7 separate regions of the Mus musculus genome follow, and regions 1, 2, 3, 4, 5 and 6 are each linked to region 7. A link is a contact called in public Hi-C, HiChIP or PLAC-seq and promoter capture Hi-C data. All regions are on one chromosome and are shown on one strand. Each heading gives the region's core, a stretch centred on a gene start, on an enhancer-like site or on the middle of the called end of the contact. The rest is flanking DNA. Distances are from core to core; before and after follow the strand shown. Region 1 has its middle 21 kb from the start of Gm33515. Region 2 holds the start of Aldh1a3 (aldehyde dehydrogenase family 1, subfamily A3). Region 3 overlaps Lrrk1 (leucine-rich repeat kinase 1). Region 4 has its middle 13 kb from the start of Gm33570. Region 5 has its middle 20 kb from the start of Gm33570. Region 6 overlaps Aldh1a3 (aldehyde dehydrogenase family 1, subfamily A3). Region 7 holds the start of Chsy1 (chondroitin sulfate synthase 1).

Region 1 (4,250 bases), core at 428-2,927, 340 kb before region 7:
TGAATCAAATTACAGGCACCTCTGCTGGGTTTCCTGTGAAATAACAGATCTTACTGTAACCAAATATTACCATCTCGAGAAACCCTTATGCAACCAGCAAGGACGCTCCATTCTCAGGCAACAGAGAAAAGCCTCTTTGTTCTGAGGTCGAACACCTGGAACACGTTATCCAGGGCAGTCACAGTGGAGAGGGGGCTCTGAGAACCCAAGGCTGTCCTGTCTTTGGAAGGACGGGCCACCTGATGCTGCTGCCTCCTGGCTGTGTTTGGCCCACTTTCATCAGCCCCTGGTCCCTGAAGCAGGGAGTGGACAAAGGAGAAGCTGCTGTACAGCCATGGAGAAGGACCATGCTGATACAATGCACTGTGGTACAGCACTTAGGGCACAGAAGGGAGGATCAAGGGCTCAGAGACAGCAGGTCTGGAGTCTTCCCTCCCATCCCAGCAGTCTCCCACTCTCTAGAGCAGTTATCTGATAAGACTGTATGTCAGCTGTGTGAGAGGCAGCTACTCCGTGCGTTCGGGATCAGCTCAGGCTTGAGGACACTTCTCTTGGAAGCAGAGAAGCCCAGCGTCCTGTCTGTGTTTCGGAACATTCACGTTCCGGAAGAAAGCTTTGTCTCCATTCTTCTGAGGACTCACCGAAAGGGAACAAGCCAAGGGTTCAGCAGTGAACCTTAGAGATAAGAGTCAAAGCTGGGTGGAAAGCTCAGGGCGATGTGTAACCAACCATGACCGTGGCCTGCCTTTATGAAAGGCCAGCAGGACAAGCAGGCAGCATTCCAAGATAGATTTGGCTTCAATCACAATATAACTTTTTGAAGATAATACCCCAGTTTTGCTTATGTTAGTCTTAATATAACCTTAGGCCATTGCTGGAAAGGACCTTCAGGCTGCATGGTATCTGAATGGAAGTGGGTAGTATTCTGTCCACATCATCAACTTAGGCCCTCTCTCTCACCACTCTCTCAGACCTTCAAGTGTCCAACAGTGCCCTGGATGGAGCCAGACACAAGCAGGTGTTGAGACAGCCACAGAGCAAGGCCTGAATAATTATTTTTCCAGCAAGTTCTGAAGATTCCTGAACAGACAACTTAAAAAGAGATATCATAATGACAGCCATTTGCCTATATAATGAGAGATTTGATATAGCCAATAAAATGCCCAGTTTTGAACATGCATCTAAACCTGTTTATAAGCACATAGGCTTTTCCCTATGCCAGCTGACAAACAGACAAACTAGAATGCGTCCTTGTGCTAATTTTAATATTATTCATCACATGTGGAGACTGAAAATAAATCAAGGGCTGGGATACAGCTCAGGGGTAGCTACATCTTGCCAAGCATAAGCAAAGCCTGGCCTCCCAACACAAATCAATCAAGTAATGAATAGCCAACCAGTTGGTTCTCACACAATCTTCCATGGTTATTTGGGAGAACAAAGCCATAAATATGTTAGCCAGAAACGTAGGAAGAGCACTCCTACTGAACTATGACTACTATTAAGAGTTTTAAAAGATTTTAGTGAGTATAAATACACAATACACCTTAAGAGGGACCGAAATCCAAGCCGCTTTTGAGGCTTGTATCCTTCACTCCCGTGTCCCAGCACCCACGCCTGGCTCACCATTTGAAAGTGCATTGCTTGCTTCTGAACTAGGGCGAAGGGTGCTGCCTGCAGAGCACTCCCTAAAATGATGTGGGGGGGAGGGGAGGGGCTGCCCATTCATCATTTCCTGTGTGGTGTCAGATTTCACTCGGCAAGTGCGTTTTCATTCATTTAAGCTGATCTCTCTGGCAAGAGGCATTTCAGCCGCTTCATCCCACCCTAAAGCAAGTTTAATTTCCTTGATTAAAAAAAAGTATACCCGTGTACAGCATGTCTCATGAGGCCAGAGAGGGACATTAATGAAGAGTTTTCCCTTTGAAATAAAATATACAGATTTAGTTTCCCAGTGTTTCTGCCCCCCCCCCCCCCCCCCCCGCTCTCTTAGTTTTCATGTCATATCCGATATCACAGAGCCTGGCAGCAGAGGGAAGGGACGCCTGGCAGCAGCGCTTCTCATGGGGGCGTTCTCTGGGCTTGTGGGCGTGGCATAGATGTTATAGGAACAATGAGAAACCAGGAAGGGATCCACTTTTTACCCATCCTGATGGAAGAAATGCTGTCTGGGGTAGAAGTGGAGGTGGGGAGGGCGAGGGTAAAAGATTATTATCAAAAGCATCAGAAAAAGAAAACATTTCTGGCTCTTGAAGTTTACTGCCATTCAATGACCTCTCTCACAAAGCTTTTTACCTAGAACATTCGCACCAGCTACAAACGCTCGTGAAGAAACAGCGGTTCTATTGACTAGGACTCGAGGCAAAACTAGAAGAAAGGCATGTTTTGTATGTATCCGTATATTTATGTCTTTCAGGGGATCATGTACGCTGATTATTATTATTTTTACCACGATGTGCAGAAATTGCTCAAACTGATATATAATTAGACATTTAAAAATATAAACTATCCTTATTTAAAGCTCAGACCCACACGTTTATTTTTATTTATCCAGAAGACTGAAACAACATTTTTTTTTAAGTTTCTTTTCTTGGGCTTCTTGTTCAAATATATAATTAGGCAGTTTTTGAACATACCTAATAACTGAGAGGTGACTGAGGGAGATCTTTCCAAAACTTAAAATATAAATAAATAAATAAATAAATAAATAAATGAATAAATGAATAAATGAATAATAAAATAAAAACTGGTTAGAAGCTGTTCTCACCACCTTTCACCTAGGTCAGGAGCTTAGCTATTCACTTCCTGAAGCCAGACTGTAATGAGAACTCCATGCCGGGATATTTGAGAGCTGAAACTGCTGCTGTTCAGACCTCAGTGCGGGGGAAGGGGCAGGGATCCCTCCTCCGAGAGAGAAGGTTCTAGAACGGAATGCCACCTCCCCCAAAACTACTTCTTCCTGGAAAGACTCAAAATCCAGGACGAATGTGACATGTGTACTATTTTCGTTTGTTTGGGAGGAGAGATGGTCAATTCTTCATTGCTAATGGGAAATGTCTTTGAACGCTCCAGAAAGATGCAGGGCCTATGAGCGAAGCCACTGGGGTTGGTTTCATTTTCCTCGGTAGTCATGGTATGATATAAAGTGAACACATCTCTCAAGCGTTTTCCTGGGTTCTCTTTGCCAGGGCTGGGGCTTGAACGTAGGGTCCTGGGCATGCTAGGCGAGCACTCTACCACGGAGCTACATCTCTGGTATCCTCACACAGTCTGCTGTTTGCCTTGTCCTGTGACCAACACCAAGATCAAGGGTGAGACGGGTTTCATCTCCTAAAGGCTCTCAGCCCCTTCCTGTGAGCACCCCCACAAGGACACTAGAGTCCTGACTTAAACCTGACTTAAATGGGGGTCATAACTTATACATTCTTCTCTGGATGGCGTCTCTCTCCATGAGACTAGCATCTGCAGTCCTCACTTGTCCGAGGTTAGACTCGCGCCCTTCACTGTGTGCGCTTTCCTTTGTGTGGACACTACAGTCAGTCTATCTAGTCTGCATTTCATTCACATTCTAATAGCTCCTCATGAAGTGAATCAGCTTTCCGTAGATGTCACAAAACACTGAATAAACACCTTGAAAAGAAGGGCTCCGTATTTTTGGTTTTTGGTTTCAGAGGTAGGCTTTTGTTTGACTCTGTTGTTTTTGGCCCCGCGATAAGATAGAATATGCTACGGAAGGGGAGGGGTTAAGTGGTAACGTGTTAGAGCAACGGAGGATGGGGTGGAGCGAACTAGCTCCTAAGGAAGGAGCTGGTCCGCTGTGAACAGGCGCTGGACAGGTGCTTATGGGGTAACCCACTGCCCACTCAGAGTGAGGGGTGTGGCTGAGCCATCCACTCCTGTAAGGCTTTCACCCATGTATGCACAGAGAAGGGACAAAGGAGGCTTCCTAGGAGCCAAGCTGCCTCCAGACTCCTCTGCCTGTCTCAGCCCCATAAGGTAATGCTGCCGGCAGCACCTGATTGGATCCACTAAGTCACAGAAACCCATCTACTTTGGCCAAAGGTCCACATGCTCTTTTTAAAATTTTATCTCCATCGTCATCATCGTTGTCGTCATCCTCATTGTCATTATTATTATTGTTATTGATTTCTCATTCTTGATTGAAAAGTAACAAGGCCATTTGAGGGAATCCACCACTCTTTGCCCAGCATCCTCAAACTTCTCCCAACAAGAGATCACACCTTCTGTGT
Region 2 (4,184 bases), core at 876-3,375, 320 kb before region 7:
AGGACAAGTATCCACCTGCCTCTGTTTACTCACCTGTAAAATGGGAACTTGAACATCGAAGCTTCTCCCTGCCTGCTGAATGACAAGCTGAGGGGTGTGGAGGAAGAGACTTCCAGTCAGGACAAGCCCAGAACCAAGCCCATCCCCCCCCCCTGACCTGCTCTTTGGGAACTGCCTACTACAGGGAAGGTCTATGGTTGAGTATTCTGCTCTGACCTCCCGGTCACATGGGAATCAGTAAGAGGGGGAAGGTGAGCCAGTCTGTCTGCCTGTGGTCATTGCCAATGGCTCCAAGGCTCTGCAGATGCCACAGTCAGGAGGGAGTCTTGGGGTTGGAGTTGAGGCAACCTGCATTGTCCAGTCTGTGCCTGGCAGAGTGGCAGCTGCCCATCTTAAAAGATTCTTATGAACAAGGAACTGAGTTTTAATTCCCAAATCCATTTGCCTCCCCTACCAGTCTAACAATTATTTAATAAGTTCAATGTCCTCTGTACATTTTTGGAGTTTGTATTTTCTTAAAGACCCTTCAAAGTGATAACCAAAGTGATAACCAGGGTAGCCTTGAAGGACAGGAGTTCTGAGACAGCCTTTGGTCTCTGTCCCCTGCACAGAGAAGGGTCTTTCAGCATTTCAAAAGCACCCAGATGGCAGGACTCAGCATCCAGGGGACCTAGTATGAGACACCCCAGATGTTTACTATAGACCAAGGTGGGAGTTGTGGGACCAGCTACATGTCCAGGGAGCCCAGAAAGAGCAGGAAAGATGGAGGAAGAATGTTGGTGACCCTAGTGTCAAAGGAAGATTCTCAGAAGCCTGTCAGTCCTTGCTCATTTGGGGGCCCACAGCCCCCCATCCCCACTCTCACCTGCATGCTCAATCCTTAATAGCAGGAGATTGTCTGAGAGGGCACAGCTCAAATAGGGCCTTCTGAAGGTTTACTGCTTATTCCACTATCCAGAAGGATTCCTAGTGACAAGACAGTGAGGAAGGACATGGGGAACAGAAATGGAGGCTGAGTCCTTAGAACAGGCAGAGGGAGGTACCTTACACAGAAGCACATGGCCAAATCTCTCTAAGGACTAAACCCCCTCCTCTGTGGGGAGTTCAAGCCTCACCCCCTGATGCAGCCACCCTACACGTGGGTGAGACACTTCTCCGGGTTTCGGATGAAGCTTAAGTCTTAAGTCCTGGGCTGAAAGAAGCGTTTCCTAAACGAGTTGGACATGCCTTTCCCACAGCCCCTCTTGGCAGTTCTGAGCAACATAAACATTAAGAGCTTTTAGTCTGAAAGCAACTAGCTGCAAAGATCTCATGTTTTGTTTTGGGGATTTTTTTTCCATTTTTTTAAAACGGAAGTTTAATTTGTGCGTTTGAAAAATTAAAATAATTGCCTCCCTAGGGTTGTGCGTACTTATATGAAGGTCACAGGACCATCAGCCGCAAAACTCCATAAGGCTGCGCATAAGAGCTGTCGCTTAGCCTGCTGTCGTGGGTGTGACGGAAGTTTCCTGCCAGCCAGGCTCAGAGTAGACCTCCTCCGCTGGCGGCCCTAGCTTGGGAAGGATGGAGCGCAGGCTTCTGGCAGTTGGACCCCAAATTGAGGCAGCCACGGGTGGTGACCACAAGACGTCTAGATCCTGGGAGGCACAACGCAGGGTCCCGGAGAGAGCGCTCACTCCCGCCGAAGTTTTGGAGAGCCGCTGCGGTGGTCCGGGGACCGCAGGTGCCTCTGACAAAATCTCGAGATTGCCCAGAGAGAGGCCTGTTACTGCGATCGCTACGAGCCGGCTCCCTGCCCTGACGGATGTCCGACCCTTGGGAATTCCCGGCCTTGGTGCCCCCGGCCCCCAAGTTCGCAGAAGGGCAGCCTACTAGGCTGCGGAAGCCCGCGGTGTGGCCGCCCAGCGATGCGCAGACAGAGCTCTCTGGCCGCAGCCTAGGTCGGTCTGGGACCGTCCCGCTCCCGGAGGGGCAGGGACAACAGGAGGGGTAGCAGCGGCGGCCGGGTCCCCTCCTCCTCTCCCGCGCCCGCCCTCCCTTCCTCCGTCCTGCAGCCAATTAGGCGGCCCCCTTGGGCGGGAGGCGTGGGGCGCTGCATAAAGGCGCGGAGCTGTCACCCAGAGCAGGCTGCGCACCGCCCAGGCCAAGCTGGTGCGTCGGGGACACGGACCGGAGAGTGCGAACCAGTTATGGCTACCACCAACGGGGCTGTGGAAAACGGACAGCCGGATGGGAAACCGCCTGCCTTGCCGCGCCCCATCCGCAACTTGGAGGTCAAGTTCACCAAGGTGAGGAGGGTGCGCTGTCGACTCGACGGCCTGGGACTCCTGCGCCGAGCAGCCTGGTAGGGAGAGTGGGGACCAAGATACAACCGTGCTGGGAGTCCGCAGGGAGCTGCCCACACCTGAGCGTCTCTGGTGGGGGCCGGCTCCTTGGAAACTGCACTTTTTTGAGGGGCACCCCAGAATGGAAACCTGCACCTCTGGCTGAACGATCTAAGCCTCAAAGCCAGAAGAGGAGCAGGAGCGATGCAGTGAGTGCAGCGCCCACGGTGCGGGAGTTGCAGCCTGCAGAGCCGCCCCCACCCCCACCCCCAGTGTCCGGGCCACCGCCCACTTTGAGTGCTGGTGCTTTTGGTGAATGGGCATAGGGCGACTTCTTGGTAGAGGGCTTTCTGGGCTGAAGGACCTGGGTTAGGGGGCGGGGGAGGGGGGCTAGAGATACCTGAGCACTCCAGGATGAGTTTGAGGCACACCAGGAACTGCAACTTGGAAGTAAGTCTTCCTGGGCAATGAGAGAAGGGTCTAGTACCCCGTCCGTCCTTCCGTCCGTCCTGTCCATTGTGTTCAGTCTGATCCCAGCTTACCAGGAGAGCAGGGGAGGAAAGATGGACGTCATTGAGGAGTACTCCTCAAGGCCTCTCGATCTGGGCCCAGGGAAGGAGCTGCGGGTTGAACAAGACCATAGGCAGGCCTGGTGGTGTTTGCCCTTTCCTGGGAGGCTGGAACTAGCATAGTGGTGAGCTCACCTGCCCAGAGCTTCAGGGACAATGATGTCTGGGAGCAGAGAAGGCTCAGAGAGGAAGAACAAGTCTAAATTCAGAGATGCGCTGCTCTGACTGCTAGGTGTACTGGCGGGCGTCTGAGGGACCACAGCGCTCCATCGGCTTCAGGTCTGGAAACCTCAACCCCTCTTATTTTCCTGTCTTGTCCACCGAGCTCAACTCCAGCTGACACGATGCTAAGAAGCCGCCTTCATGGGTTTTTATTTTCAAAAGTAGCAATTATCCCTCTTGAATAATTTTAATCAAAAGGTGAAAGTGGCAGGTCGCTATGTGTGGGCTTCAGATTCTGATATGTTGGTACTTAGTCCCCCTGAAGTCGGCCGTGCCGACATATAAATTGCATGACATTTACATGAACTGTTTTCCCAAGGAAGGCTCTGTAATCAAGAGAGGCACAGTCCTGGGAAGACTGAAAGTTTTTTAAAATGTAGTTTCCTCGATCGTGTCAGCTTCGGAGGGAGAATTTCAACATCGGGGCTGGGAAAGGAGCAAATAATGGCTTCATTTTTCAGACCTCATTTCGATGATCCTCTCTTGCTCTGGCGGTGGCTGTTCTGTTTTGTTTTTTACAGTTCTGTAAAAAACACCACAGCAGCCAGAAAGTGAGCAGGATCGCCTCTTCGCTTAGGATTTTACGGAATCCTCCCACAATTGTCTGGCTACAAAGCAGGAAAAGTTTGCCTCTTTTTAGGCGATTTCCTGGAACACTTTAAAGATGCAGCCTTTATGGTGAGGATCCTGGGAGATTGTCAGAGGAGTAGTTGGTTCTGACAGAGCCCCCTCCCCTTTGAGGGTTGAAGGTCTGGGGGTGTCTGGCGGAGACTGTGGAACACGGTAAGATGCAGGGGACTGAGAGCTGCGACCCTCGGCCCCAGGGATGTTCCAGGAGATACTAGCTCCAGCTGCCTGGTGCCTAGCTACACCTTTCATCCCCTTACTAGTTCCAACCTGCTCCCTCTGGGCTTCCTGTGCACCTCTGCAGAGACCCCTCAGAACAATGAAAAAGGCCAAGGTGAGTCTTGTACCATCAGGGTGTCCTGGGCTAAGGATGGAAGCCAAAGATGTGGAAGAGCAGAATCGAGACTGGGGACAAGTAGTGGGCTGTGAGGCCTGTGAGCCA
Region 3 (4,081 bases), core at 1,340-3,839, 260 kb before region 7:
TGAATAAGACCACAGACGGCTTTTTCCCCAGCAGATTAGACAGTGCCTTCCAATACTTTGAAAGCTACTCAACAAGAAGAGCTTCCTGGTAGGTTCAAGACTGATTTCTTTGCATCCTGAAGCCAAAATGTGTGGTGTCTTCAGCTGTGGGTTCCTACCATGTAGCTATGATGGGCGCCCAAGAGCAATGGCAATAACCCGTGTTGTTTCAGGTGCCTGTAAAACCTCCCTGACCAGTAACTTGTAGGGAGGCAATCCATGGCTGGCGCTGAGATTTTCTTTTAAAACACACGAGTAGATGGCATTGGCTCTTAGGTGTGGTAGACCAGAACGAAGGGGCCATGAGGAGGTAGAACAAACATGTATTGACTATACTAAAAACAACAGAGAATCCCTTTGAGAATTTATGCACTGTATGTCAAAGCCCGGTATGAACCAGGCTTGGAAAACCAGAAATGTCTTCCTAATGCTTAGAATCCAGGGAGGAATCACATCAAGCAAGAACTAATTAGCCTGATAACAATATACACTCCGTGATTGCCTAGGTTTGTCTGGCACGCTCAGCTGAGCATTCTTCTTGCTTCATCCATGCGTCTGCTCCCTCAGTGATCTTCTGTGTGACTTTCTCCTCTTTAGCACAACCTACAGTTGACAGTTCCAGAGTTCAGTGGCAGGAGCTTCTAGGCTTTCAGAAGGCTCCAGCCCAGAACTAAAGCAGCCGTACTTTGACCATCTCCTACAAGTTAAAACAAGCCAGGAAGCAAGGTCAGATTGAGCCTACATAGGAAATAGGCTCTGTTTCTGTCCAGGATAAAGGGCAACTCTTCGTATGGTATTGATTTTTACTTACTGTAAATCATTTCGAAAAGATTTAAAGTCTACAGGAGGATTGCATAGGTTCTATGTAAATACTGTATGACACTTGACACAAAAGCTGTCACATCCATGAGTTTTGCCATCCAGAAGAAGCCTGGATCCAATCCCTCCAGATGCCAAGGATTGACAGTGCCTGTCACATTCTCTAAGGAAAGACATATAATATTTTGCCTACTTAAACAGATGTGGGTGCTGGGAATTGAACTCAGGATCTCTGGAAGAGCAGCCAGAGTTCCTAACCGCTGAGCCATCTCTCTAGCCCCGACCTTCTGCTTCTTGATTTGATTTTGTCTATATAGTTTTCCAGTGTTTTAGCATAATGGCATCCGGATTCTTGCAAAAAAAAAAATTTAATTGTTACTCTCGACATAAAATTCAGAAGCTTAAAAGAAAATACAATGAAAACCTTGCCTTCCCACCTTCCCACCCACTCCCTGTCTTCTAGTTTCCTTTTCTTCCAAAGAACAGACAGATGCCCGCTTCCCCTTGCTACTTTTTAAGCTCAGAAACCACAGGTTCTGTCTACTGCACACAACTCTGTGAGTCTCTGTTCTCATCTGATTTCAGAAGCTAAGCAGGGTCGGGCCTGGCTAGTGTTTGGACAGGAGGAGCTATGCTTTCTTAAGCTTGAGTTCACAGTGGTGGCTTTCTCATCCATAAACCTTTAGCCTGTGTAACATTTTATGCTTTCTCTCCATTTAATGTTGTGTGTGTGGTGTGTGTGTGCATCACAAAATGAAAGAGACTAATGTAATAAACTCCATGGTGTCTGTCACGTGGCGTCAGCTAATTTACACTTGGCCCGTCTTGGTCTGTGAATGCTCTACCTCTCTCCAGATGCCTGGGACCTACACACAGATTTACAACTTCAGAAGTCTAAAAGCATTCAGGGCACATTACATGCATACTTTAAATTTTTTTTAAAAAATTCCATTAATATTATCTAATCGGTATTTGTGTGTGCCTCCTTTATCTATTCACTCATTTTAACTACTGTTTTTCTCCAGTTCAGCTGGCTGGTGTTGTCTCTGTGTCCTGTAGAGCAACACTGTCCTAAGACTCTTACTTTCTATTTTCTCCCTCATTTCTGTTTTCTGTGCAGTTTCATTGCTGATAAATCCACATGATCTTTGCCGGTTCCCACTGTCTGGATCTTGGCTTTGCATTCTTGTGTGGGCTGGCTTGTTTTCCTCTTCCCCACGGTTTCTTTGGACCTGGAGGGCTGGATAGATTCAGGGAGATTTGTTGGCAAGAGCACCAGGGGTCTGTGCATGTCCCTCCTACTTTGCCTCAGGAGTTAAAGAATGTCTGGTGTCTCTCTTTGATATTTAGATTTTTTTTTTCCCAGAGATTTTTTAACTGGTGTCATTATTAAGGTCCTGATGGGTTTTCCAGTGTGTACACAGTGGGAAATCCTGGCTTTGATCCCCAGTTCTTTATGAAACCAGGTGTGATAACAAATACCCATAACCCCAGCACTCAGGAATCAAAGGCAGGAAGATTAGAAGTTCAAGGTCATCTTGACTCTGCAGTGAGTTGAAGCCAACCTGGGCTACATCAGATCCTGTCTCAACAAGAGGAAAGGGTGCTCTTAGATCCTTCTTCAGGGATTAGCAGATAGGCATCTCTAGGCAGCATCTTCTCTGTGCTTCCTTTGGTGTCAGCTATGGGGGAATGTCAGGACTCTTGGCTCTTCCCTGTTTGTTTTTCTATGGTGAGTCAGCTCCTGAGTATCCTTCACAGGCAACCAATGAGGGCTTTACCCTCTCAGTATCACTATGAGCTAAATTGTTCCTCTTTGGCTAGTAGGCCCCTTTGGTTGCTTCCTCTGTGTTTGGCACAAACCATCTGTCAGAGAGTGGCCTTGCTTGCTTACCTGACAAGGTTGTACTTACCCTATCCGGGACCTGGAGCTCAACGCCTCTTCGAGAAGTCCCATTTTTCTTGGCTGGTCCCATGACTTTATTTATTTTATTTATTTTCTATTCTTTGGTGCATGCTTTGTCTTGTTCCAGCTGCTGCTCATGGTGCCTCATGATTGCTTCTCTCCCTCCCACCTCCCTCCCTCCCTCCCTCCCTCCTGCCTCCCTCAATCCATCCCACCCCTTGGCTTCCATGTCTCAATTTTGGTCAGTCTGTCTTTCCTTAAGATTTTATTTCACTACTCCTTTAATGGAGCTGACTTGGCTTTTTTTTTCCTTTCTCTTTTCTTTATATTTTATATTCTTCTTTCTTTTTCTACATTTCCCACTTCCTTTTCCAATTTCTTGCCTAGTATCCTGCCATTTCTGAGAACTTGTCTTAATTCAATTTGGGAATTATTCTCACCGATTCAATTATATTCTTAGAGTAGATTGTATTAGATAATTCTTAAAAATTTTTATTTTTATTTGATTTTTTGAGAATTTATTTATTTAATTTTATGTATATAAGTGTCTTGTCTGCATGTATGACTGTGTACCACATGCAAGTCTGGTGTCCCCAGGAGGACAGAAGAGGGTGTCAGATCCCCTGGGCCTGGAGGTATGGATAGTGGCCATCTGCCATATGAGTGCTGGGAATTGAACTCGGATCCTCCATAAGAGCAGCTAGAACTCTATCCCTGACCCATCCCTCCACGCCCACTTTTAAAATTTTTTTATTATAGACTTATTTTGATAAAAAGGAACCCACTCCTTTTTCAATCCGTGGCTCCACCTGTGCATTCAACTGAGTGTCAAAAATAAGCGTGGGAAAAAAATGACCTCTGTGTTGGCCGCTTTCAGAGCCCATGCTCGTAAGGCTTCCCATAGGACAATTATTAGCTTACACTTACGTAGTGCTGAGTGTCATCAGTAACCTGTGGATGCCACCTGCACGTGCTACATCATTTAATAAAACAGGTTGAGTACCTGCAGATATTGGTGTGGAAGGGCAATCCTGGACTCCCCTTGAGTACATGTGGGGACGGGGCAACTGTGCCCTCCGTGTCTCTTTCCTGCTTGTCTCTGCTTCCCTGCCTCTGCTACTGTAGCCTCTGCTTGACTTTCCAGATCACAGCGGTCACTCCCGCACCTTCTGCACTTTCTGTACCTCACCTGCTTCTCTACTGTCCAGCTTCTCTGGTTTTCATTTAGTTCCCTGGGTGTTTTGTTTTGTTGTTTGTTGGTTGGTTGTTTGGTTGGTTGGTTAGTTGGTTGGTTTTTCTAGCTGGTTCTGGGTAGAG
Region 4 (4,135 bases), core at 453-2,952, 460 kb before region 7:
CTGGATGTTCATATAGTGGCTGCCAAGTCACCCCACCAAGAGTGGAGGCCTCCCTAAGCAGAAGTTGCCCTCACCTTACTCCTTGGTACCTACTCAGTTAACAGATGGGTTTGGACTGTGACATACACTCTCTTGGGTCAGGGAAACTCTTTCAAGTAGGGTTAAACACAGAAGGGAAGTGCAGTCCAAGAGGTTCTCTAAGTCCTGCAGAAGAGACCCAGTAGGCTGCCCCCCAGCTGGGAGCAGATTGACGAGTGTCTATAATAGGTGCTGGGGGGTGGAGGGGGCATCTCATCAGATTGCCTCCTACCTAGAAGGTTTCCCCATCCTATGGTGCTTTCCATTCTCACAGGGCGATGCTCTCATGCACCAAGTCTCTGGGCTGTAGCCAGCACTTGCCATGGGCGTAACCTGGGCACCCACAATACTGTCAGAGGACATCTAGGCTCTCCTACTACCCATGGAACATCCCTGACATTTGGGGACTGTTCCCGAAGGTCCTAATTTGTTCTTCCCATGACTTCAGTAATATGACATTTTACTATGCATTTATTGGCTTGTTGACTTTCCTGAGCCTCCTGTCCAGAAAGCCAGAACGAGAAAGACATAAACTTTGCCCCTTCGGTTCTTTCCCACCCACAGAGTAACTGCCTCGAATATATCAGATCCTAATCCTTAGATAGCATCTTATAACCGAGGTTCTCAACCCGTGGGTGGCGCCCCCTTTCCCATGGGTCACCTAAGACCATCAGGAAAAAAAAAAACAAATCCAAATATTTACATTATGATTCATAACAGTAGCAAAATCACAGTTGTGAAGCAGCAATTAAAGTAACGTAATGGTCGGGGGTCAGCACAACCTGAGGAGCTGTATTAAAGGACCACCGCATGAAGAAGGTTGAGAAGCACTACCCTAAGAACCCTTGTCTCACCCTTCAGCCTTGGAGACAGACTTGGAGATGTGTGACTGGCCCAGCAGCATGCCCCGCTTTTGAGAGCTGACTGTAAGAGAGTAATGTTAGACTCTAGCTGCTGCTCAGGTCTCAATACTTCATAGCAGCTCCCCCACACACAGATAGTACAAGCACTCTACCGAGACCTTGTCTGTGAGTTCCCATTAACACACTTCCCAAAGCCAGGAGCCCTGTCACCCAGGAAGTGGGTTTACATCAAAGAGACTACTAGCCACACATCCTGCTCCTTCCATGCTTCCCTGCCTCCTGCCTGGGATTCAGGCTTGTACTGGGACATCCCACCATCCTCAGGAAGGTCTAAGAGACTTTCATCTTTTCTACAGAAGCTCTGATTCTCCTCAGAGACCCACCATGCTGTCTCAGGCTCTGGGACCCACACTATGCTGTTGCCTCTCTGTCTATCCATGGGGTTAATAACTCTTCTAATAAACTCCCTGTTCCCAATAATCCATTTCAGTGTTCCCCTCCCACACCCTTTCACCGACAGGGGAGGCCACAGTCAGTCAATAGATATATTTATTTGGCTGGGGTCGCTCTGTTGCTTATAAATTAAATCAGATGCTGATACTGTCACCAAATTTGGGGAATGTCACATAAAACCAGGATTTCCAGCCCCTGATGAAAACCCAGACATTCTTTTCAACCCCAGCCGCATCTCTGTGTGGCTCACTGGTTGGGACCAGAATGCTGGTTGTTAGGCTTGGACTCTGCCCAACACCCAACCCACTGCTGACTCCCCTGCCTCCTCAGACCACAAGCTTCCCTGGCGACTGACTGTTGCCCCGCGCCTCCTACATGGCGAATCTGGACTGGCCTACCCAGGTCCCCCGCCAGGCTATAGCTCTCAGCCTGGACCACTGTCTTTGGGAACCATGACCCTCTGAAACACAAACATCACTTGGTGGCTTTATTGGAGTGTCCATCTCTCTCAGTCGAGACATAGAACTTCCGGAATCATTCAAGCTGACCTTCCACACTCCCAGAGACGCAGAGACAGCAGGATCCACCTTAGCTCTGACCGTGGGTCCCCCCCGGAACGGAAATCACCAGCACAGGGAAGGAGTGCTGGGGACAGGGCTCTTTGGGGGCATGCCCACAGGAAAGCCTGAGATTTGGAAAATATGGGACTTTGGGTCTAAAGCTCAAGTGCTCCTGACCTGAAACCATTTTTTTTTTTAAACCTGAAGAGTACATTGCTGGATACCAGTTGACCCTGGCTCCATATTATACCCCATGGCCCCATGGTTCCAAACAAAGGTTGAACTGGCACTAGGCATGGCTGTCTCCTCACCAGGCACAACTACAGTGGCCCAGAGGATAGATCTGATAGGGAATCTACTGAGTGGGGGCCCTAGGAAATGAGCTCTATCCACAGCTGCTGTCTATGGAACCGTGGAACAAGTCTCCCCCAGGGCTCTGGAAAAGGAAATTTAAAACACGTGTCCAGGCCTTAATGAGACCAGCGAACTCCTGAGGGTCCTCCTCCAGCTAATGTGTGTTAATTCTGAGGCCTTCTGCCTAGGGCTCTCTAGCGCTGGGAGGGTGGGGGTGATGGGGTGATGGTAGGGAGTAGGGTAAGATTATGAGGTGAGGAACACACTCAAGTAGCAAAAGCTGTGTCATGGCAGACAAGTTGCTTAACCTCTCTGAGTATTTCTACTTGGAAGTTTGGGGTGCTAACTGACTGAAAGAGGGCTGTAGGGATGAATTGAGACAAAAAGCATGTTTGTGTCATCATTTAACTGTCATGTGTAGACCCATATTTTACCTAGGGTTGGGGAAATCAATGTCTGGAACTGAGACTTCCAGCTCCTTACCAGCCCTGCTTGAGAACCGCAGGGGTGGGGCTAAGTCAACACCCCTAGACATTCCAGCTCTTTCTGTAGTCCCATAAGAGTAACCCACTGGAATGAGTATCCTGTACAAGAATGTGCACATAGAGTCAGTCAGTACACACCTTTAATCCCAGCACTCAGGAGGCAGAGGCAGGCAGATCTCCGAGTTCAAGGTCAGCCTGGTCTACTGAGTGAGTTCAAGGACAGGCAGGACAACACCGAGAAACCCTGTCTTGAAAAAAAAGGCAGCAACAACAATAACAATAATAATGTGCACATAGATGCATTTATTATGCTAGACAAATGTTCTGCCGCTATGCTATGTTTCCGACCTCTCTGACTCCTCAGACTTGTGGTCAGATGTGCACGGAAAGGCAGCTAGCTAGACTCGGACTTCCAGGGTAGCAGTTAAGACCATCAGGTACGTTCAAGTCCCAACCCCTGATCCCAGACCCAGTATCGGATCTTCACCCTCAGATGGAGCAGCTGCGGAAAAGAGTCCCAGCTTACCTCTGACAACTTGTTGGCTACTTGTTTTTAACAGGATGTCCCCAGGGGGGAAAAAGTGAGCTAAAGATTTCTTCTGTATTCTTGAGAAAACAGGGATTTTTTTTTTTTTTTTTTTTTTTTTTTTTTTTTTTTTTTTTTTTTGCCAAGCCACGGAGAGCCTTATGTATATGTAGGGTTCCCAAGAGGACAGCCAGAGAATGGGTCCCAGTGGTTAAGGACTGAGCACAGAGAAAGGAAGGGTGTGTGTACCTTGAAGCTACTTGCATGCTGGCTCTTCTATTCTTGGTAGAGTTAAGATCTCCAGGAAGTCTGGCATTCATACCTGTGGCCAGGTAAAACTTTGCCAATGTGTTTCCCTGTGAGAAAGTTGTTGTGTGAATTCCTAAGAAGGACAATGACTGCTGTTTCCTTTCTGTTGTCTGAGTCTTCTCCTAACCGGAGACTACATCAAGACAGTCCCGTAAGGACTGTGTGCTGCCTCAGGTGCAAGCTAGCACCCTGATCCCATCCCATGGGGAGGAAGCCTGTAGCATCTGTTGTTTCAAGGCTGAGCTCTTGACTCCTTTTCCATGGGGACCACTTTGCTCCAAGGGTGGCAGGGATTGGTCACACCCTAAAAGAGGAAGGGATACCCATCATACTAACACAAGAACAGAACTGTATAGCTTCTTTATGGAGCAGTGGTTTTGGAGGGAGCACTACGCAGTGAAAAATTAACCCTACAGGTAAGTGAACTTGGCTGTGCTTCCGATTTTTTGACGGGTAAGGGCATTTGATGAGATTTGGGACAGTGGTGTTCTGACAGCATTCATCTCT
Region 5 (3,737 bases), core at 896-3,395, 490 kb before region 7:
TGGAAGGGTCTCGGCAAGGAACGGTCCATGCCAGGATGTGACATCTCACATTTAGCATTCATCGGGCACCGTTCCTCAGAGGGAGTCTCTGCCCTCAAGGAGATGTAGAGAGCCACCTTTCTACTCTTTGGTCTCCTTGGAGCTGTGCACCTGTGGAGCATAACCAAGCATGATCTCCAGGCACCTTGACAAGAAGGATTCCAGGGGCCATGCAGAAGGAGACCACTCTTCTTTTGTAGTTTCTTAGTAGCTTATATCTGATGGCAGCTTTTGTGGATGAATTTTAAAAAGAATCAAAAATAACAATAACAAGAACAACAACAGAAATAACACTTTCTGTGCAGTCCTTGTCTAGAATAAAGAAACTTCGAAGTCTTAGTAGGGTAAACAGCAACTCTGTGGGGGCATATTGAGTACGAACTTCATTTGAAAGGAGTCTTTTAAATAATGGCTTCACTGGAGTTCTGACCACGTGCTACGTAATGCTAAGCACTTTACCTGACCTTGTAATGTTCAACTCTCATGGATCCTTCTCACATGATGGCAGGTACTGTCACCATGGCTGTTTTAGAGGCGAGGGTTGGCTGGAGGAAGTGGCTCTCTCCCTGGGTAACATGGGTAAAATGGTAACGTGAGATTCACACATGGGTTTGTATGAGTCCAACATCCATACCTTTCAGGTCTGCCCACTCGACTCTCGTGTCGACAGTGGCTTGAGGCCTGAAGGAGATGGTGGTTTCAGATGGACATCCAGCAAGCAGGTCTTCACAACTGGTAGAACACAAAGAAATGGGGGTGGGATGGCAACAAGAAGTGGATGTAATGGGCTTGATGGGTGGGAAGTGACCGGGACTGGCCAGTATCAAGCAGCATTCCTCAGCAGGAATCATGGATGGCAATCAGTGTGTGGGATTGTCTTGGGCCCCAGAGGGCAACTCTCACACCTGGACCCTGCCACCCAGTGCCAGTTGCCACCTCCACCCTTGTATCAACTCAATGCTTGCACGCATTTCCAAACACCCCTTCGGGCACCCCAGGCTCAGAACCAGAAGAGAAAATGAATTTTGAGAGTCCAGTTAGACTGTGATCGGGATTAGATGAAGAAAGGCCTTGAAAACTAGACCAACTGAGTCTGGTCCTGAGACTGGAAATAATGAGAAGCCACTGAAGGTTGATGAGCAAGGAAGAGTGTGTGGTGGGGAGGGCAAGAAAAGGGGAGAGCCCAGACACTGTAGACAGCAGACTCTCAAGGTGGCTGGCAATCCCTGTGAGTCATAGACTGTTTATCTGCTGTGGTCAGTCTTGTCTTCATGGGAGAAATAACCCAATATCACCAGCAGCAGAACTGGTAATAAAACTGAAGGGGGTGGAGCTCCCCTACCATGCTCTAAAGGAGCCAGGGCCTCTGCTCAGGTCATAGAATTAGTCCTTTTTTTGTTGCTGTAGTAAATACACTTGAGTCCAGGTGGTATATAAAGCCATGTTTATTTGGTTCACTTTGAATGATGAATGTCCAAACAGCTTAGGTTCAGTTCTGGTCAGGGCCTGTCTGGCTATCTGGCTATATTGTAACAGGACAGATGACATCTTGGTGGGAGCTCATGAGAGAGGGAGAGGACACATGGCAGCATAAATGAATAGATAATAGATAGATAGATAGATAGATAGATAGATAGATAGATAGATAGATAGATAGATAAAAAGGAAGTCAGTTCTAGAGACTGAGAAGGAGTTGAGGATACAGGGTAACTACACTAACCCTTCCCCAAAGCATGCTTTCAAAGTGCTAAGACCTTCCCGCTAGGCCCCAAGTTTGAATTGTCTACTGATCTGTTAACATCCTCATACTGAGGAGAATCAAGCTCTCAGCATATGTGCCCCTGGGGCACACACCTAAACCATATGCCCACCTTAGCAGTAGGACGTTGAGACCACCTATGGGAAAGGTTGAATCCCCTGGCTATCACTAACAGGAAGGAAACGGGTGGGGAAGCAGGGGTGAAGATGACTCAGAGCCTTGCCAACAATGATTTCCTTTGTTTTTCAGTCCGGTTTGTTTAAGCTGTCCCTGAGCCTCCTTCTCTTTATCCAAGAGGTCATTAAACTTTGTCTTGTAAACTTCATTGCAGGGCTAACTTGCAAACTGGGAACAGACCGTACCGGTCCTTGAGCCAGGCGTCTCAGGAGCTCCGTCCCTACTCATAGCTCTGTGAAGCCTTAGCTGTGTTGTTGTGATATGTTTAGGCAAAGAGAAGTACAGTCTTGTGGAGCTGGAGAAGGAGGACTTCTGAGTCCACCCCTAAAAGGTCTGGGACAGACTAGAGAAATGTGTGTCTGTATGGGTCTTCGATGAGGAGAGCTCTACTGGGGACAACTTGGGCATCACTCTTTGGCCTGAAAAATAAAATTGCTGCAACTGCCTGCATCCCAGTGACCAGACAGCCTCAAGAATGATATGTAGCTTTGTTTATAAGGAAGAAAAGCCAACCCTTGAGAAAATTCCCAGAACAATGATTGTAATTCATGACAAGACAGAGTATGTGAGGTTTTTCTGGCGCCTTAGCTCGTGTTGTTGATATAGGACCGTGTGGGATTTTCTTTCTCATGCTCTGAGGAAATTACACATTTTTACCAAAATACTGACTTGAAAGACAGGAAGAAAGAGAGAAAGAAAGAGAGAGGGGGGAGGGAAGGAGGGAGGGAAGGAGAGAGAGAGAGAGAGAGAGAGAGAGAGAGAGAGAGAGAGAGAATTCATGCCTCTTTGGGGAAGATTGAAAAGATTCTAACTCAAGAACACCCTCCACGCCCTGTCGGCTGGGCTTCAGGTTATGGTCTTCCCCCCTCCCCCGTCCCTGAGTGGGGCTTATCCTGAAGTGTCTTATCACATTGGCATTGGATTTACACTCCAGGGAGGGGTGGGGTAGATCTTGTTTAATACAATTTTTAAATTTCTTATGTCTTTCAAACACCCACAATGATATGACAGCCAAAGAAATCTTGTTATGGATTTATTAAGGAGCGCCGTCCCTGGATGTATTCCAAGCTTTTGCCAGTTCTGAAAAAGTTTGGCCAAAAATATTTGGCCTTCAAATATTGACATTGTCACAGTCTCTCCCCCCTCCTCTGACTCTCACTAATACATGCTGGACTTTTCTGTCTAAACTCTGTCCTCCATAGCTCCATAGTTCTGTTACCCTGGATTATTGTTTAAGGACATTTATTTGCTTGGGTGACAGATGAGGAGACTTCAAGGTTTTCACTGGCAGTCATTCCCCCCTTTTAGATTCATTTACTTTTATATGAGTACATTGTTGCTGTATTCAAACACACCAGTAGAGGGCATGAGATCCTATTACAGATGACTGTGAGCCACCATGTGGTTGCTGAGAATTGAACTCAGAACCTCTGGAAGAGCCACCAGTGCTCTTAACCGCTGAGCCATCTCTCCAGCCCTGTTTTATTTTGGTTCATTTTGTTTTTTATCTCTACTCCATTCTATATGATTTCTATGGACCCATCTTTCCATTCCCCAACTTTTTCTTTGACTTCGTCTTGCCTTTTGTAAAACTGTTGACTGAGTTACAAAGTTTGATCATGGTGCTTATTTCCTGGCAATTCCATTTGGTTCTATCAAGTTTCCCATGGTGCTTTAATAGTTTACTATTCTTTTTTAAAAGCTTCAAATACCATTCTGTATTTTGGGTGGGAACGTGGCTCAGTGGCATAGCTCTTCTCCA
Region 6 (4,121 bases), core at 952-3,451, 300 kb before region 7:
CCATGCCATAGAGAACAGCCTCCCCCACTGTCCCCTCGTGCCAGAAATCCCTGCTGCAGAGATCAAAGGCTTCCATTCCGCGCCCAGATAAGGCTGGAATGGCAAATAGCCCTGAGAAATGATAACACAATGTGAAGGACCGGTTTCTTTCCCTAAAACTGACTTTCAGTGGGAGAGGAGAGTGAGGAAGAACTCGCTCTTCTTCCCAGAGAGGCTGCGGAGAGGATCTGCCCATCTCTGGTCTGAGCAATGCTGCTCCCAGAGTCACTGGAACAGTTTTGTATTTAGCCCTCCTGTGACTCACACTTAGGGTCCCAATCTCCCTTCCCAAAGAGCCAGTCCTGTTTTGTGTTGCCCCACCTGCTGTCCCTATACCGACGAGGGGAACCCTAAGTAGGGGCTGGTTCCCCAAGGGTCATGAAAACAGAGCCTGCTCCCCTTTTTCCTTGGGCCTCCTCCTCCAGGGAGTGCCATTCTCCCAAATTAAATCCTGACATAATGTTCAGGGTGACATGCAATACTTTGTCACTTCACTCATCCTTCCTGGTTCCCACCAGGGACCAGAAAATTAACTGATGTCTTCAGGAGGGGCCACGCTAACCTGGCCCCTGGCCCAGATGCAGGGGTGGGGTGCAGGGAGGTCTGAGATCCTTGTGAGACTGTCCTGGTCCAACCCTGCTGAGATACAGTCAGTCCCTCTAGGGACAGGAAAGCTGGGGTGGGGAGTTCTATGGACAGTTAAACTGGAAAGTGCTCCCACTGGACACTCATTAGCACATTAAAGGCACCAAGAGAGCCTGAGTCTCCAGACTTACTTAACTCTGACTTGGTGAATCTAAAAATCCTTCTCCCCGTCCTCTCCTTTGGGAAGCGCCAAGAAAGAAAAATTAGTTTCTGAAATGCAGTCATCTGGGCCCTGTTTTCTTGTGGGGGTAATTAGAGTTGCAGCTGTCAGGCCTGTTGTAACAACTTAATCGCTTCCTCTTGCCTCCCCCGACCCACCCCCAGTGGACTTGGCCGTCGAGTGTGCTCACCAGGGAGTGTTCTTCAACCAAGGCCAGTGCTGTACAGCGGCCTCCAGGGTGTTCGTGGAAGAGCAGGTCTACGGGGAGTTTGTGAGGAGGAGTGTGGAGTTCGCCAAGAAGAGGCCAGTTGGAGACCCCTTCGATGCCAAAACGGAGCAGGGGCCTCAGGTAACCCACCAACAGACATGTCCCCATGTGTGGTGCTCCTGCAGGGACTGAGCTAGGCAGAAGCATGGTCACAGACAGGATTCCCCCTCCAAGGAAAAGAACTGGCTTGTGCTGTCCACTCAAAGCTTTTCTTTAGAAGCTGATAGAAAAAAACTGTTTCTGTGAGGAAATGGAGCGGTATCCTCGGGGAATCAGGGAGGAGCCAGTGCATCCGGGGCACGAGGCTATCTGCCGTAGCCATATCGGGAAGCCTTCACAGCCTTCTTGATATGGTGGCCTTCAAAGCGGGGGAGGGGGGATAGAGAGAGTTCCCTGAACCCTGCCGAAGAGGGAGACAGTCAGGGCAATGACTGACAAGCTTGACTCAAGGGCCTGCAAGGCCACATGCACTATAGCGTGAAGTAACCCTCGGTAACCGGAGGGTGAAGAGACTCTAGGGATTGGGCTGTATCCTGGGTAGTGGGAACAGGTTTCTGCAAGCCTGGTTTGGGAATGGGAATAGCTCCAACCAGGAAGTTTGTAAAGCGCACGCACGTCTCCACTGCAGTAGAGAATGGTGGCAACTCTGTTTTTGTCAGACTCCTGCTTAGCCCTCAGGTTTCCAGTCATATCCACGACTTACTCCCTGCTGTCTATCCTAGAGGCACACTGGATTGGCACCAAATGTTTACACAGGATACTTCTGAGCCCAAAGGAGGTTCTGTGTTGTTTGTTCCAGCCCTTAGTTTTCTCATCTGGGAAATGGGAGTAAATGGAGGGTATAGCATCACCAGGAAGAACTCAGCAAAGGCAGATATGCCCCGACTGGCAACTCTCTGACCTAGAAGATGCACATCCCCACGTGATTTCAGGGCATCCTTATCAGTTTTGCTTAGCTATTCTGTGTGGATGCTGGCTGGACAAGAAATGGAGGAGGATTTTCTGTCCAAGGTGACACCAACCTTGACTGCAGCCCATGTGCTCTGTGGCACTGGTGTCACATGTCCCTGGTGGGGAAGCTGTGTGCATTCCTCATGCCCAGCCTCAACCACAAACTCTACAGTCCTGTCACAGGGTAGCCCATGGTGTCTGTGCACACATGACCACAAACCAGTACTGAATCCACAAATTGTAGCATTGAGCTGAAATAGATGGGAAACGTTTTCTCCTGACGGTTCTGTCCTTTTCTTCCCAAATCTCTGGTGTGACATTTCCGTGGAGTGGGTCGGGGAGGGGCTGTTTGTCCATCCCACCTGGGCTCTCTGTGCACAGTCCCTGTGGAACTCACTTACACTGTCTAACCGGACACTAGTTAGGATCCTGTAAGTGTTCTTTCCCCTCCCCCTCTCCACAGACCTGTAAGGTTTTACTCTGCAAGGCTGTCCAGCTGCCTAAACACTCCTGTGTGTCTCAGGCCTGTGGAAGAGCTTGCTGACCTAGATCAGGGGCTGGGGGCTGGAGACCGCTTGCTGGAACATTCCATCATCTTTTGGGTTAACTTGGCAGCCGAGCAAGGAAGCCACCTGGCCTGCTCGGGATCCGGAGGCGTCCTCTGCAGAGGTCCTGTGGGGGCCATCTTTTCTCACTTCTGGTGCTGTGCCCTGCCCTGTCATTTCCCTTCCTGCCAGATCTTCCTTCCTGTACTGTAGGCACCAGCTGACATTTCACGGATGGCTATTAGATTTAAACAACGTGTTTATGAGGGCTCATCGGGGGGAGTGGAGCATGGGTGTGTAGGGGTTCTGACAGGGACCCATGCTGCCTGCAGAACAGATGGGGTCTGCCGGTAGAACTTAGTTCCAGCCAGCCAAGACCTGAGGCCTGATGAAGTTCCGCCAATGAGCTATGTTGGCCCCCTAGGAGGAGAGAAGGGTTTGGTTACATAAGTACTCCCCCTCCCACATTTAAAAAATGTTTTTAAGTGACATTTATTTATTTACTTTGTATGTGTATACATTTGTGTATGGGAGGAGGGATGCACATGCCACAGCAAGGATATGGAGGCCAGAAGCCGCCTACTTCTCCTGTGTGGATCTTTGCTGGGCCCAGGATTCAGCTCCAGTTGTCAGTCTTGACAACTAGCACCGTTATTCACTAAGTGTCTCGCCAGCCCATCTGGGACTTTTGAACCAAGATGTGGTTCACCCAGAGAAAGACAGAGAAGGCTGGGAACTGGACGTGTTTGGGTTTCTTTCATTACATTTTGTGGGCATGCAAGCATATCGCTCTAGACCCTAACCATGTACAAAGGACTACAGTGAAGGGGTTCACTATCTCCACTCCCACCCATTCTCACCTCTCCCCACATCGGGGCTCCCGTATGGCCTTTATTCCTGGAGTTCCCCTCCAGGATTTCCTTGCAAATGTGATTATGTGCTTGGATTTCCTCCCCATCTCTGTGTGCAAGAGATCATGTTGGCTTCACTATTTGATTCTTTATTGTTTCTTAGGAAGAATCTCAAAGAACTTTCTGGACCTGAAATGGGTTTATTTACTTTTTTTGCACCTTTACTGTCTGTGGGTATTTGTGTTTGCATGCATGTATGTTTGTTCATGTGTGTGTGCAGCCATGTGCACATATGTGTGCACATATATTGTATGTTTGTATGGAGGCCGGGGTCAAGGTCAGGTTATTTCTCTGTTGATATCCACCCTATTCTTTTAGACAGAATCTGTCACTGAACCTGAAGTGCGCTGAGTAGGTAAGACTAGCTGACCAGCAAGCCTCGGGGAGCATTTGTCTCCACTTTCCCAGTGCTGGGATTATAGGTGTGGGTCACTATGTCCAGTTCTTCTACCCCCGCCCCCATGGATGTCAGAGAGCCCAAGTCCTCACGTTTTACTCACTGAGCCATTTCTCTATCCCTGGGTTTTGTTTTTTCCCATTTAATGTTTCTGGAATGAAACCAAGCCTCCTATCTGGATGTCTCAGTAACCTTTGTCGCTTAA
Region 7 (4,085 bases), core at 84-2,583:
GGCCCAGTTACTTCCTACCACGCATACGCCTTGGTGGCTGCGCTGGGGAACACCAGGCTGCAGTCTTACAATGACTAAATCGATCACACAAACTGTTTTTCCTCAAGGTTCTTTTTCTCTACTTAACAAACCAGAGTGTTGCTCAAAGGCAGAGTGGAAACGCTCACCAAAAGTGAGAATCTTAAAGTACAGTACGGAGGAGCCCTAGCCAGGTTAATTTAAGCGGGCTCTCCCTTCGAAATGACAAAGTGCCTATTTTAGAGACTCAAATTATAACTCTGCCTCCACTATCGCAGGTACAACATTGAATTTCGCCACCACCTTATGGGGGAGACTCGTTCCTTTTAACAAAGAAGTCTTGAACACAGAAAGCTTACGTGTCTCCCTGGAGATGAGGTTGAGAGGCACACACACTGAGGCCAGCGTACTCAATCCCAAAGCCTTGCCCTTGAGAGATGCTCACCATCCTAAGCCCTGCTGCCTTTGCGCTGAGCCGCTGGCAGCTACCAGAGAAGCCTCCGGGGAACCCGTAACGCCGCCCGCCCGCCAGCCAGGATGCCGGATGCAGGCGATGGCATCCACGAAAGGGGGGCTCACCTGTAGGCGGCCACGGCGCGGGTCTGCAGGTATTTCTGGGCTGTCATGACTCCCACGAAGAGAAAGTTCCTGTCGCGCGGGACGCCCTCCGCGGCCGAGCCCTGCGGCCAGAGCTGCGCCCCGCGCGCATCGCCGCGCGCCCCGCCGGGCTGCGACGCCTCCTGCCCTGGCCGGCATCCCTCGGGACTGGGGCGCCGCCGCGGGCCCACTCGCTTCAGCTCCGAGGCGCGGGGCAGGACGAGCCGCGAGGCCAGCACGAAGCCCAGCACGAGCCCGAGCAGCATGCTGAGCCAGGCGCGCCGGCCGCGCGCGGCCATGCCCGCGCCCCTCCGCCCGCCGGGCCGCTGTCCCGCTGTCCCCGCCGCAGGCTCCGCGCGCCCTCAGCCCACCGCCCCCGCCCGCGGAGGCCAGCCCGCCCTAGCGCCGCCAGGCCCGGCCCGGGCAGCGCCGCGGCCGCCGCGGGCCCGCCGCGCCCATCGCGGCTCCCGAGCCGCCCGCAGGCCCCGCGCCGGCGCTTTGTTCCGCGCGCCCGCCCGCACCGCCGCGGCCTGCGCCTTTAAGAGGGGACCATGCCCCGCGCGCGCGGCCGGCGACTCCGGCGCGAGGCGACAGCGGCTCCCGCGGCTCGCGTCCCCCGGCTGGCTCGGCTCGGCTCGCGCTGCGCCCGCCCTCTCGGTGCCCTGCGCCGCCTCTGCAGCTGCACATCCTCCGGCTTAGCGCGCCATTGCAAAGGAGCCCCTCACGTCACGCACCGCGCGTTAAGAAGCGGCCCGCCGGCGGCGTGCCGTGGCCCCTCTCGGGATCCGTCCGCGCCTCGTGATTGGCGCAAAAGTGAATGGGGGGCAGTTCACGTGGCCAAAGTTTAACCAAAAAAAAAAAAAAAAAAGCACCCGCCCCGCAGTCTGCGGCCAGGCAGGAGGGGCGTGGGATAGCATCGACGACAGCGGGGCGGGCGTCCCTCCAACCCCCACTGCCCGGTACCCGCGGCCACGCCCCCGTCGCCAGCATTGGGAGCCGGCGGTCCGGCACCGCACGTGGACTGAGTTGACCGGCTCCCCAGATGCCCCGAGAGCCGCCACGCCCTTCCCTCCCCGGGCCGACCTCCCGACTCGGTGGCCAGGACAGCGGGGTCCACACTGCAGCTTTGTACGCTGCAGGCGGGGCTGGAGCCACACACGGCCACAGTTCACCTAGGAACGCTAGGGGATTTGCGGGCTGGGGAGCGAAACGTGAATTCGCTAAGTAGCTAGGGCTGCCCTCGAACTCAGAGAATCTGAGATCTGTCTCTGCCTCTCGAGCGCTGGGCTTAAAGGCGAGCGGCACCAAGCCCGGCATATTAGTTTTTTAAATGGATATTGAAGAGATGGGTGGGTGAGTTACCACTAGATGATAAATACCTGTATTTAGTCCCAGTGAGCAGAGAGCTGGTTAGTACCCCCCTCACCTAAGTCTGTCAGTATTTTTAAGAGTAGATTTATAAAACGGATATGGATTGTGTACGTGGTGTGGGGGATGGGTTCTCGGGAGCCATACACCTAGTTTTTTGAAACAGGATCTCTTACTATTCTGGAGGTCTCCAAGTAAGTTAGGCTCGCTGAATGGATTTTTAAGTTGGATACCAGTTTCCCTATATTTGCTCTGTCTTAACTTTTATACGTTTTGTTAAAAACGAAAGCCCTTCAACTTGGGTGCCCACATGACAAATGTTTGTAAATACCAATTTTATTTCTTAGTCACCAATGTGTTAGGATTATAATCGCAAAGTAGCCACTTGGACCTGCTCTAATAGAGCCCAGGTGCTAGCTGAAGCTGCAGATCGTTTTGAACTCCAGATCCTCTTGCTTATGGAACTGGAGTCACCTGAATTCCAGGCCTGTGTGCTACCAGCCCTGGTGCCAGGGATCAGCCACTGGACCTCTGATACACTGGGCCAGTACTCTATCCTCTGAACTACGGTCCCAGAGCCTAAGAAGTTCTCATTTAATCAATCAAAGAAACAAACAAAAAGATAGAAAATGGGGCTGGAGAGATGGCTCAGCGGTTAAGAGCACTGACTTCCAGAGGTTCAATTCCCAGCAACCACATGGGGGCTAACGACCATTTGCAATGGGATCCGATGCCCTCTTCTGGTGTATCTGAAGACAGCGACAGTGTACTCGTGCATAAAATAAATAAATATTAAAACAACAACAAAACAAGAGTGCTTCGAGTGGGGTGGGGTGGGGTGGGGTGGGTGGATGGGCAGCCTATTCTTGTAGCTCCTTTTCATGATTAATAAATCAAACAACAGAAATATTCCAGTTTAAGCCACAAAGCTGTGTGAAGCACAGTCCTCCCCACCACTGAATGGTGGCTACTCCTGTTTATTCTTTGGATAGTACCACTTTCTTTGACACGTGTGATTTATTTCAAAAATAGTTCATCGCCTCCCCTCCCCTGACTCTCCCTGTAAGAGATGGTCCACATCTAAGGATAAAATATTCATTGTGTAGTGAAGACCAGATTCCAGCAGTGGTCTCTGGGAAATACAGGACACCTAGCCATGAATTACAGGCTGGGAAACCATAGAGAAAGGTTCCAGTAAGACCATAACCACAAACACCAAGACGTCACCAGAGCCCCCAAGTTCAGCAGCTGCCCCATAATTCATAATTCACACTGATTTACATAAAGCGCAAATCTGGCAAGACACAGATGTTGGACGCTGTGACATAGTCAATGCCCTCACTATCTTCAAGCCTGCTTTCGACGGGTCTATATTTTCTAAACTTAAGTCCAATGAAAAGACAGGAATGTGTGTGTGTCAGGAATTTGCTGAGAATGTTGAACATCTTGTTCCCAGCTCCCCGCTTCCTAGAAGTCCGTCAGTTACCAAGTCAACAACTGATGAATAGAGAAGCTATGACCCTGCGTCGCTCCTCAGAGAGTTAAAATTACTACATTTATTCAGTGTGTGTCTGTCGTGTTCATGCTCATGCTATGATACCCGTGTGGCGGTCAGAGGGAAACTTTGAGGAGTTGGTTTGCTCTCGCCACTCTGTGGAGCATGACAATCGCACTTAAGTCATCAGGCTTGGCAAGCACCTTTACCTGCTAAGCCATCTTGCTAGCCCCTTGTAGATGTTTGATAGCACACATACCACCTGACCTGGATGCATGTCTAGCCCGGAATGGGATGTGAGTTCCACACTGAGTCCTACCTGGCCAAGTCCAGAGTCTTGGGATCTGTCAGTTCCTTGTTTCTATGTGGGTGTTCCCACTGCAGCACCCGAAGGGCTCCGTGGTAGCAGCTCTAGGCTGGTGTTTCAAAATGTATGCCCAAGTGGCAGCTCACCTACTTTTCTGCTTGCATGAGTGCAATTCGTTATGATGTAACTAAGACTGATCTCTGCCTACGTCCCCTGCTCTCACAGATGGCAGCTTTGTTCGCTCACGTGGCACTTTTTTTCTGCTGCTAATACATGTGACTGCTTCTTTATAACAGGTAT

What was found. Promoter capture Hi-C pulls out the DNA fragments that hold promoters and counts their contacts. Hi-C and Micro-C count contacts between places; a contact is called where the count stands out from the background. HiChIP or PLAC-seq counts read pairs in DNA pulled down with a chosen protein or histone mark.
Region 1: a promoter capture Hi-C map of the HPC-7 cell line shows a contact between it and region 7, with 6 times the contacts expected there. The contact joins the enhancer-like site here to the promoter of Chsy1 in region 7. A contact is called at or near these places in 8 of 39 promoter capture datasets (the 3T3-L1 cell line, 3T3-L1-derived adipocytes, the HPC-7 cell line and 4 more), 4 of 484 Hi-C or Micro-C datasets (the HPC-7 cell line, bone marrow-derived macrophages and palatal mesenchyme) and 5 of 115 datasets of contacts at active chromatin or transcription factors (embryonic forebrain, embryonic hindbrain, embryonic stem cells and 2 more).
Region 2: a contact with region 7 is called in a promoter capture Hi-C map of embryonic stem cells. The contact joins the promoter of Aldh1a3 here to the promoter of Chsy1 in region 7. A contact is called at or near these places in 13 of 39 promoter capture datasets (the 3T3-L1 cell line, 3T3-L1-derived adipocytes, the C10 cell line and 8 more), 7 of 484 Hi-C or Micro-C datasets (the HPC-7 cell line, bone marrow-derived macrophages, embryonic stem cells and 2 more), 9 of 115 datasets of contacts at active chromatin or transcription factors (T-cell acute lymphoblastic leukemia, craniofacial prominence, embryonic forebrain and 6 more) and 2 of 9 other capture datasets (adipose tissue and liver).
Region 3: a contact with region 7 is called in a Hi-C map of bone marrow-derived macrophages, with 29 read pairs. The contact joins the enhancer-like site here to the promoter of Chsy1 in region 7. A contact is called at or near these places in 11 of 39 promoter capture datasets (the C10 cell line, the HPC-7 cell line, cranial neural crest and 8 more), 2 of 15 datasets of contacts at CTCF or cohesin (CD8 T cells and large pre-B cells), 3 of 484 Hi-C or Micro-C datasets (bone marrow-derived macrophages, embryonic fibroblasts and embryonic stem cells), 18 of 115 datasets of contacts at active chromatin or transcription factors (the 230-238 cell line, CD8 T cells, bone marrow-derived dendritic cells and 12 more) and 5 of 9 other capture datasets (adipose tissue, embryonic stem cells, liver and 2 more).
Region 4: a contact with region 7 is called in a FOXA1 HiChIP or PLAC-seq map of pancreatic cancer cells. The contact joins the enhancer-like site here to the promoter of Chsy1 in region 7. A contact is called at or near these places in 6 of 39 promoter capture datasets (the 3T3-L1 cell line, embryonic stem cells, hippocampal neurons and 1 more) and 1 of 115 datasets of contacts at active chromatin or transcription factors (pancreatic cancer cells).
Region 5: a contact with region 7 is called in an HNF4G HiChIP or PLAC-seq map of pancreatic cancer cells. The contact joins the enhancer-like site here to the promoter of Chsy1 in region 7. A contact is called at or near these places in 3 of 39 promoter capture datasets (the 3T3-L1 cell line, hippocampal neurons and liver), 1 of 484 Hi-C or Micro-C datasets (cranial neural crest), 1 of 115 datasets of contacts at active chromatin or transcription factors (pancreatic cancer cells) and 1 of 9 other capture datasets (embryonic stem cells).
Region 6: a promoter capture Hi-C map of the HPC-7 cell line shows a contact between it and region 7. The contact joins the enhancer-like site here to the promoter of Chsy1 in region 7. A contact is called at or near these places in 15 of 39 promoter capture datasets (the 3T3-L1 cell line, the C10 cell line, the HPC-7 cell line and 11 more), 1 of 15 datasets of contacts at CTCF or cohesin (the NIH/3T3 cell line), 108 of 484 Hi-C or Micro-C datasets (the 4T1 cell line, the 63-12 cell line, the AML12 cell line and 68 more), 18 of 115 datasets of contacts at active chromatin or transcription factors (the 230-238 cell line, T-cell acute lymphoblastic leukemia, bone marrow-derived dendritic cells and 15 more) and 3 of 9 other capture datasets (adipose tissue, embryonic stem cells and liver).

What each region holds. Positions count from the first base shown.
Region 1 is chr7:66,448,013-66,452,262 of GRCm38.p6, reverse strand. No RefSeq gene overlaps it. Among named protein-coding and RNA genes, the nearest start is that of Gm33515, 21 kb to the right of the region's middle. Within about 2 kb of position 1,677, at least 96 of the 459 cell types and tissues checked have an H3K27ac peak or open chromatin away from gene starts, as enhancers often do. A contact at or near this core is called in 3T3-L1-derived adipocytes and the HPC-7 cell line, where this site is marked.
Region 2 is chr7:66,425,418-66,429,601 of GRCm38.p6, reverse strand. Aldh1a3 (aldehyde dehydrogenase family 1, subfamily A3) reads left to right here and starts at 2,125. Exons shown (of 13, transcript NM_053080.3): 1 at 2,125-2,288. The coding sequence starts at 2,190. It overlaps Gm33515 (a long non-coding RNA gene), which reads right to left and starts at 955. Exons shown (of 3, transcript XR_391552.2): 1 at 866-955; 2 at 34-87.
Region 3 is chr7:66,367,794-66,371,874 of GRCm38.p6, reverse strand. The region is part of intron 2 of Lrrk1 (leucine-rich repeat kinase 1); the gene reads left to right. Among named protein-coding and RNA genes, the nearest start is that of Mir7057, 12 kb to the left of the region's middle. Within about 2 kb of position 2,589, at least 99 of the 459 cell types and tissues checked have an H3K27ac peak or open chromatin away from gene starts, as enhancers often do. A contact at or near this core is called in adipose tissue, bone marrow-derived dendritic cells, bone marrow-derived macrophages and 6 more, where this site is marked.
Region 4 is chr7:66,567,023-66,571,157 of GRCm38.p6, reverse strand. No RefSeq gene overlaps it. Among named protein-coding and RNA genes, the nearest start is that of Gm33570, 13 kb to the left of the region's middle. Within about 2 kb of position 1,702, at least 14 of the 459 cell types and tissues checked have an H3K27ac peak or open chromatin away from gene starts, as enhancers often do. A contact at or near this core is called in pancreatic cancer cells, where this site is marked.
Region 5 is chr7:66,599,604-66,603,340 of GRCm38.p6, reverse strand. No RefSeq gene overlaps it. Among named protein-coding and RNA genes, the nearest start is that of Gm33570, 20 kb to the right of the region's middle. Within about 2 kb of position 2,145, at least 56 of the 459 cell types and tissues checked have an H3K27ac peak or open chromatin away from gene starts, as enhancers often do. A contact at or near this core is called in pancreatic cancer cells, where this site is marked.
Region 6 is chr7:66,403,046-66,407,166 of GRCm38.p6, reverse strand. It overlaps Aldh1a3 (aldehyde dehydrogenase family 1, subfamily A3), which reads left to right. Exons shown (of 13, transcript NM_053080.3): 9 at 1,009-1,193. Among named protein-coding and RNA genes, the nearest start is that of Lrrk1, 17 kb to the right of the region's middle. Within about 2 kb of position 2,201, at least 23 of the 459 cell types and tissues checked have an H3K27ac peak or open chromatin away from gene starts, as enhancers often do. A contact at or near this core is called in CD8 T cells, the HPC-7 cell line and liver, where this site is marked.
Region 7 is chr7:66,106,740-66,110,824 of GRCm38.p6, reverse strand. It overlaps Chsy1 (chondroitin sulfate synthase 1), which reads right to left and starts at 1,333. Exons shown (of 3, transcript NM_001081163.2): 1 at 598-1,333. The coding sequence starts at 914.